Linked DNA regions of Sus scrofa: region 2 is linked to region 1. The links are chromatin contacts, called in public HiChIP or PLAC-seq maps. All regions are on one chromosome and are shown on one strand. Each heading gives the region's core, a stretch centred on a gene start, on an enhancer-like site or on the middle of the called end of the contact. The rest is flanking DNA. Distances are from core to core; before and after follow the strand shown.

Region 1 (4,154 bases), core at 112-2,611:
TCCTCTCTGCTTTTGTTCATCCTCCAAATGTAGATATTTTGTATGTTAAATATGAATTTTAAAAATTATACACGTGAACTTATTTACTCATAGGCTTATAGACTTTGAAAACAGATGTATGGTTACCAAAGGGGAAGCAAGGGGAGGGATGGATCAGGGTTTGGGAATGGCAAAGACACCTTTATGTATGGAATGGATGATCAACAGGGACCTGCTGTATAGCACAGGGAAATCTATACAATGTTATGTGATAATCTATATGGGAATGGATAGCTGTATATGTACGGCTGAATCACTTTGCTATATAATAGAAATTAACACATTGTAAATCAACTATACTTCAATAAAATTTAATTAAAAATAGAAACTAATGGAAAATACTACTTTCCCTTCCCTTTCACCTATTAAAAAATACTCAATTTGTCTACATGAGACAGATTTACCCTACCTTTCATCTTAAATTTTCCTCCTGCAGCTACCTACAGACCCCTAGCTAAAGAGAAAACTTAGCATTCTGCATGACCAACATACTTTGATTCCTGCTACTGCTGATCCTTTGCAGATATTTACACCCCACTAAGATGCTTACGAGCACTGTAGTCCCTTTATTGTGTGCTCTCACCACCAGCCCTTGGCTTCCTGAATAGCTGTAACATCTACAGAGACTTCCTTTTCCTCTACCCACCTGCCCAATCGGGTGTGTTATCTTATTTCCTGTATTACACTGCTTCCTCTATATTGTAAGAGCTTGGCACAGAGTAGGCACTCAAAAAATATTTCTCTTCCCTGGTCTATTAAAAAATATAGTTGAATCAATAAGGCAGAGGCAATCCTCAATTGATTAATAAAACTGAGTTTTGAAAACATGTCAATATCATACTGTTTCCAAAATATAAAATTAAAGCTAGAAAAGTGTCAGTATTTGATACTGGAACAGTATAACTGTTCATAACAGAAAGAGAAAAGATAGAAGAAAATATTTATAAGAAAGCCCTCCATGAAACCTTTTACTGTCATTTGATAATCAAGCTTTAGGGTAAGAATCTGTCAAATAAAAGGAGCTGAAAGGCAAAGACATGGGTTTAAAATAATGGCTTCCAAAATGAGAAACTGGTAAAAATTCCTTTGTACAATGTCTCATAAACAAAATAGGAACTTTTTTTTTTTTTTTCTAGCAGACTATTGTCTCTTCTGTCTCATGATGAAAGTCGATTCTTCCTTTTATACTCTGATTATTTCCTGTTTGAGTAGTCTTTCATCAGTGGCTGAAATAGAATTCTTTTTGTTCTTTTCATTCAACTGATATGGCCACACAGCTCTCTCAAATCGTGGCAGCCCAGGTCTCATTGGCTCCCTGCCTCACTCCAGCCATAACCAGCAAGGTCAGAACACAGAACCAGAAATATGGAACTGAATGAGAGTCACTGCCCTGAACTCCATGACCTTGACTTGTTTACGTGATCTCTGAACATCCATTTCCTCAAAGGGAGCTAGCTAGCAATGACAATGTGAAAAGTTGAAAACTTGCTCTAAGAGGTTCTAAGGGGGTATCAATGAATGCATAAAGTGACAATTAAAGATTTACAAAGCATGTGGGAAGGAATTTAAAACTATAATGAAAACGAAGGTCTTGTATGATTAAGCAGGAAAATATGTAGCACTGCTGGTAATTTCCAGTAAACTATTAAATCAGCTGTGCTTTCACTGTCACAGGTGTTAGGCCACAAGGTGCTCTGGGGGAGAACAATTTATTCTATGGCTTCTAGAACACATTTGATTCACATCCTGTCTCCTATGTTGTTTATAATGTATTATATTTATCAGATCATAAGATAAGCATACTTTAGATGAGCTAAAAATCACCCATCTTACAAGGGTGCTTCTCTCCTGAGGGTTTATAGATAGAATTCAGGGGATACATGAATTTATATGCACAAAAAAACTCATATTTTTATTTTCATTAACTGCTGGCTGAAATTCAATATCTCCTTCAATTATGAACGTAGGCATAAAGCACAACAGCATTAGTAATACCTGTGACTCTCACCAATACAAATCACAGATACAGTCATATCATGTAATTGTTACAGATATCTGGAAATAACTTTTTGATCACCAATATTTTAAACTATGATAGTAATTAGACTTGCCCTTGGACTTGTTAGTTAAATATATAAAGAAGCACATGTATTATTGTATCACAAATTTGTTTTTAATATTTGGATAATTAAATTTCAATATAACCTATTTCTCTGACAACCTATATATTTTACTTTGGGTATTTAAAAATATTATGCTGACAAAAGGTTGATAGGCTTTACCATACTGTCAAGGGGTTCAAAGATACATAAATTAGTGACAAGCAATAGTTTAGAAGAGGGGTAGTTCTTAAAATTGAACATGTATCAGAATCCTCAGAGAGCTTATTAGAATACCAATTAACCCCATCCCCAGAGTTTCTGATTCAGTCAGTCTGGGGGTACCCAAGAAGCTTCATTTTGAATATATTCCCAGGCAATGCTGATTCAACTAGTTGAAAGACTTCGTTTTTAAATGAGTGCAACAGCATTGCTTTGAAGAACTAACAGGCAGCTCTTAAAATCAAAACCTAGAATTATTTTAAAATATTATAGGAATGTTGGCAACTAATAGTTCAGAAGAACCTGAAGATCCAACATATTAAAAGAAATTCTCAAATGATTTTCTTGCTATCAGAGCACAGCAACTCTATGGTATGATTTAAATCTTAAACAGCTGGTTTCCTAACAATAATAATACATCAGTAGAAAACATCAACACCATTATCAAAGATAAAACATTTTTACTTTGATTAAGAAAAGAAATCTAAAAGTCAGGATGCATTTTCAAATCCATATCCTTCAAAATTCAGTGTCTCTAAGCATATCATGCATGTGAAGTCTCACCTCTGAGTGATGAATGATCCATTGTAACAATAGAGAACTCATTCTATTCCTCATTCCTACTCAGATCACTTTTCAGAAACCTGTCCAAGACAGGAAATTTTTAAATCAAATTGCATATCTTGATATAAACTGATGAATAGTGAAGGGATCTTTGTATTTATAATTCATTTAAATCCTGAAGGTTGATTTTGCCTTCATAATTCAGTTAGTCCTATTCCAAATTAGATTAACTGCCTCTGGAGTCTTTAATTTCCTCTTGAGCATGTCTCTTTCATCTCAGCCAAAGGTATTTTCAAGATTGTATGGTGATAAACTCTTGTTTTACAGTCTCTCTTCATTGTGACTGTAGATTTTTCATTAACATTAGCTCTTGAGTTGTATTTGTGAGTGTTAATGGATTAGACTATACATTTAGCAATTCTCCCTAGAAGAAGGAAGAGACAGATGCATAGGGAAGAGCTGAAATGAAAAAAGATAGTGTGGCTATGAATCAACATATATGGTACTCTCTACACAATGTTCTAGAAATTGATGTCCACCTCAGAATTCTAACATCATTCCATTCTCCTGGACCAAGTCTTTGCCTATTCATTTAAACATTGCCATTCCATTCAAACTTAGCCTATATATTGAAAGAAAGGGTGATATTTGACAGAGTATAGATGGAACTAGAGTGAGAAAAATTGGGGAAACCACCATTAATGTGTATTAAAGGAGATGTGTATACTAAAACAATATTCTCAGGATGGTGGGCAGTTGCCAAAGCTCGGAGTGGAGATACAGGGCCAAATGTGTGAGAAAATCAGCAATCAAACAGGTTTAGTAAATTTAAATAAGTTCTGCCAAACTTGATGGCAGGCATTTAGAATTTGAGAATGCCAAATAGAAAACCATTTCGATTTCTCAAAGGATAAGGCCTGAATCATTTCACTGTTAAACATTATTTTTTACTGAAAGAAGCAGCAACAGGGGAAAATTATTGAAATACAGATCCTAAATTATAAAATAAAATGACTTAGTTTCCTTTTTATCAAAATAAATGAAAGCTTTCGTTAGCATCCAAGATCTCTAAGACATTTCAAGATCTATTCTAGTTTAGAAAATAAAAATCTGGAAAAATTATTAATAGAATCATTATCACCTCAAATTACTTTCAGTGTTCTGGGGGGGATGAATACTTATTAAGTAGCAAATGATGACAGTCACTTGATTAATTTGATATCATTCCCT
Region 2 (3,591 bases), core at 497-2,996, 110 kb before region 1:
CGACCCTTTAGTATGCCATTTTAATTTGTAGTGTTTTGCTTATATTTTAACATTTATAATGATTGTTTGCCATCTTGTCACTATATATACTACTTTGATTGTATAGTCTATTATAACTCTAGTCATCTCAAAACATCATCAGAATGTTTTCTTAGGAGTCTTCCAAAGTTATTGGGATTTTTCTTTAAAGAAAAAAAAAGACAATTGCATTATTACTTCATCTAGAGAGCAACTTTGGTAATTTGAGAATGTTTAACGCTAGATGGCAGGATGAGACTGTAGATAACACTCAATTCCTCGAAGCTGAGTATTAAAAAAATGATAGCTTTCTCAAAGGTGTAAAGAACTCTTAGGCAGATACATTGTTTATTCTTTAATATAATTCTTTAATATATGTATTATAGTTACACATTTCCTTATATTTAAAAGCTTTCACTGTATACAATAGTGATGTTAAACATGAATCAATTATTGAAAAGAGAATATAAATTGCTAATAATTTTACAAGTTATATAAATATGACAATAGTGGAATAAAATAGTCTGTACTGGGAAAACATTCATGCCATTTGGCATCTCTATAACTTAATTATTAATCTTTTAAGCAAAATATAATATGTGGTCATTTAATCAAATGCTACTTGGGTCAACACGCATAAACACAAAAGTTAAACAATTTATTTTCAAAATCAAGACTGATACTCAGCAAATAAGAAGCATTTCAGAATAAATCCACAATTCATATCCAGAGTATATACCAGCTAATACTAGCCTAGAAATAAGAACTATTTTAAACTCTTTCAGGAGTAGTGATTAGATTTTTCCAGATGAATTACTCTCAGTATTTATGTGCCACTTGTCAGTACAATATGGATAAGTATAGCTAGGGTTACCACATATAATTTTTCATCCAAACCAGGACACTGAGCACAAAAATAAAAACTGAAACTGCCCTAGCAAACAGGGGCACCCATTTAGGGGAGTTCATTTTGTGAGCTTTATGATTTTGTTATATTTTAAAACTTATTTTTAATTAGTCCACAGCATATCTCATTTGCCACTGCCAGTTCTTTATTCTAGCAACAGCTAGCCCTTTGGTGGAAAGGAGAGGCTCAAATTAGTGTGAAATCGATTTTAGTAATGGAAAATAACATATTCACTTTCAATAGTCTAGACATCAGATCTGGGTCCTTTAACCAAATACAGTTCATTAAGTAATAAAAATAACTTGAAAAATACTAAGCAATTTAGGTAAAATAATAGAAGGTCAGGTCAACTTATTTTCTAACTAGGATTTTTTTGATGTAGAGTATAAAAAAATGTGTTTCTCCTCAAATTATTGGTACATTTCGAACAAAGCATAGCATACACAATTTTGTTGATGTATAAATTATCTCTGGGTGTACATAATGACTTTCAAACAATTAAGAATAAAGAGGAATTATTAACTCATAACATAATACCTAAAAAACTTTACAGAAATAATTCTCAATTTTTTTTTTTCTTGCACTCTCATCAGGGACAGTCTGTTATGTTTCATTTAAAAGTGTTTTGTTTTGTTTTCATGGCAAAACTATGCTCCAAGGCAGTAGCCACATGATTTCAAAATAAGTGGTCAGTTCTACCCAAACCACATTTTTGGTCAAATGTGACTTAAGTTAGTCAAATAATATAAACAGTAATCCAGAGATTCTGAGATAGCTTCCTCCTGAGTGTTAGTCAAAGTCCATTTCACATGGTAATTAATACTCATTACTGGAGAACTACGGCCCTTGTGAGCCTTACATGGGACCACAAATGTAGGCACAATCCTGCATGTAGGATTCTGAAAAGGACAAGTATGACTAATTATTATTATATATGTCATACTTCATTCCTGGTTCTATAGAAAACCTTACTGAGTGCTCTGCATGGTTACATCTAGACTCTGTATTAGCAGTATTAGTTGCTGATTGCAGAGAATTTGTCTTCATGTGCTAGTCAAATCTATGTTGTAAACAACTAGATAACAGAATATACCCTATTTTTTCCTTAACTCCCCAACACAACTAGTACAACATCTAGCTCAAAATATAGGTTTGATCACTACTTATTAAATGATTGCAAGTGTCTTCAGTCTATTCTGGGAAAAGATTATTTTATAAATAATTAAGATATATCAGGTTGAACTGATGTATTGATGTCTCACTGGCTAGAATTACCTAATTGATTATCAAAACATTTTCATTTTGTTCTGCTCCACTTTACCAAATATTTGTTGTCTGTTTCACTGTTGAGAGGTCCCATGATCCATCTTTTCGCCTGACTCTCATATCCAGAATGATTCCTGAAAGGCCTCATTCCATTTATTTCACCTGGAGTTTATAAAATGGTGACTCTGAAGAATATGATTAGTGGGATGCAGTTTACCAGTTATTTCTAAATAAGGCTATTAAATGATATTAATAAAAACTATCCAAGGGCCTTCATGGAGTATAACTATGTGCTTGACCAATTATTTAAATATATAAATACTACAATTTCTATTAGGCTTTCCATTTAGTATAGCACTTGATGCATAGTAGAGGAAAAAGGATTGGTTTAAGAGTCTTATAAATTCAAAGCATAGATTTTTTTTCAATCACTAGACTTAACTAATGTTGGGCAAATAGAATCAATGAATCTTTGGAAAAAATAATACTTTTACAAACTTATTGGAAAAAGTTTCAGTTTTTTATAATATAAATTCAAAAGCTATATGTTGATCTCTTTATAGGGGTCAGATAATATACCAAGCACGAGAGATGAGACAGGGTCTCGGGTACATATTAAAGTCTAGTATTTGATTCTGCTCAGAATTTTATTTTATTTTTTCTTCTTTTTTAAATTTTTGTTTGTTTGTTTTTTAGGGTTGTACCCACGGCATATGGAGGTTCCCAAGCTAGGGGTCAAATCGGAGCTGTTGCCACTGGCCTACGCCACAGCCACAGCAACACCATCCAAGCCACGTCTTCGACCTACACCAAAGCTCAAGGCAATGCCAGATCCTTAGCCCACTGAGCAAGGCCAGGGATCAAACCCACAACCTCATGGTTCCTAGTCAGATTTGTTTCCGCTGAGCCACAACGGGAACTCCAGATTCTGCTGGATTTTAAGTTGGGAACAGCAAGACCTAAAAAGTTTTGTCAAAGGTCACACTAGAAGGTTTCAGAATCAGCACTGGAATTTCATGTCTCTTGGTCCAATCACAGTGCTTTGTATTTATTTCTTAACAGTTCTCTGAGCAGAATTCAGTAGAGCTTTCACCTGGCAATATCCACTTGGTACTCTGATTAAAGAGCCACTGTTTATGGAGTCAGCCATAATCTGCAACATTAACTTTTCTTCTCATGGGCTAAAAGAAAGAGCTCAAAATGAAGTACATCTCAGCAGCCTCCGAAAGTAAAACAAAACCAAGCCCTAACTGGAAATAACAACATTCTATAATCTTGCAACTTCTGGTTAATTTCTTTCTCCCCCAAATCAAATAGATACTAGTTTCTTAAAGCTTTATAACTGATAGAGATTAGTATGTATCCTATTCTTATATGTATTTTTATTCTTTATTGACCTT

Evidence for each region. HiChIP or PLAC-seq counts read pairs in DNA pulled down with a chosen protein or histone mark.
Region 2: a contact with region 1 is called in an H3K27ac HiChIP or PLAC-seq map of alveolar macrophages. The contact joins two enhancer-like sites. A contact is called at or near these places in 2 of 5 promoter capture datasets (liver and skeletal muscle), 3 of 47 Hi-C or Micro-C datasets (liver, psoas muscle and retroperitoneal adipose tissue) and 2 of 2 datasets of contacts at active chromatin or transcription factors (alveolar macrophages and skeletal muscle).

The regions. Positions count from the first base shown.
Region 1 is chr15:92,222,993-92,227,146 of Sscrofa11.1, reverse strand. No RefSeq gene overlaps it. Among named protein-coding and RNA genes, the nearest start is that of CALCRL, 55 kb to the left of the region's middle. Within about 2 kb of position 1,361, at least 4 of the 83 cell types and tissues checked have an H3K27ac peak or open chromatin away from gene starts, as enhancers often do. A contact at or near this core is called in alveolar macrophages, where this site is marked.
Region 2 is chr15:92,333,811-92,337,401 of Sscrofa11.1, reverse strand. No RefSeq gene overlaps it. Among named protein-coding and RNA genes, the nearest start is that of TFPI, 49 kb to the left of the region's middle. Within about 2 kb of position 1,746, at least 2 of the 83 cell types and tissues checked have an H3K27ac peak or open chromatin away from gene starts, as enhancers often do. A contact at or near this core is called in alveolar macrophages, where this site is marked.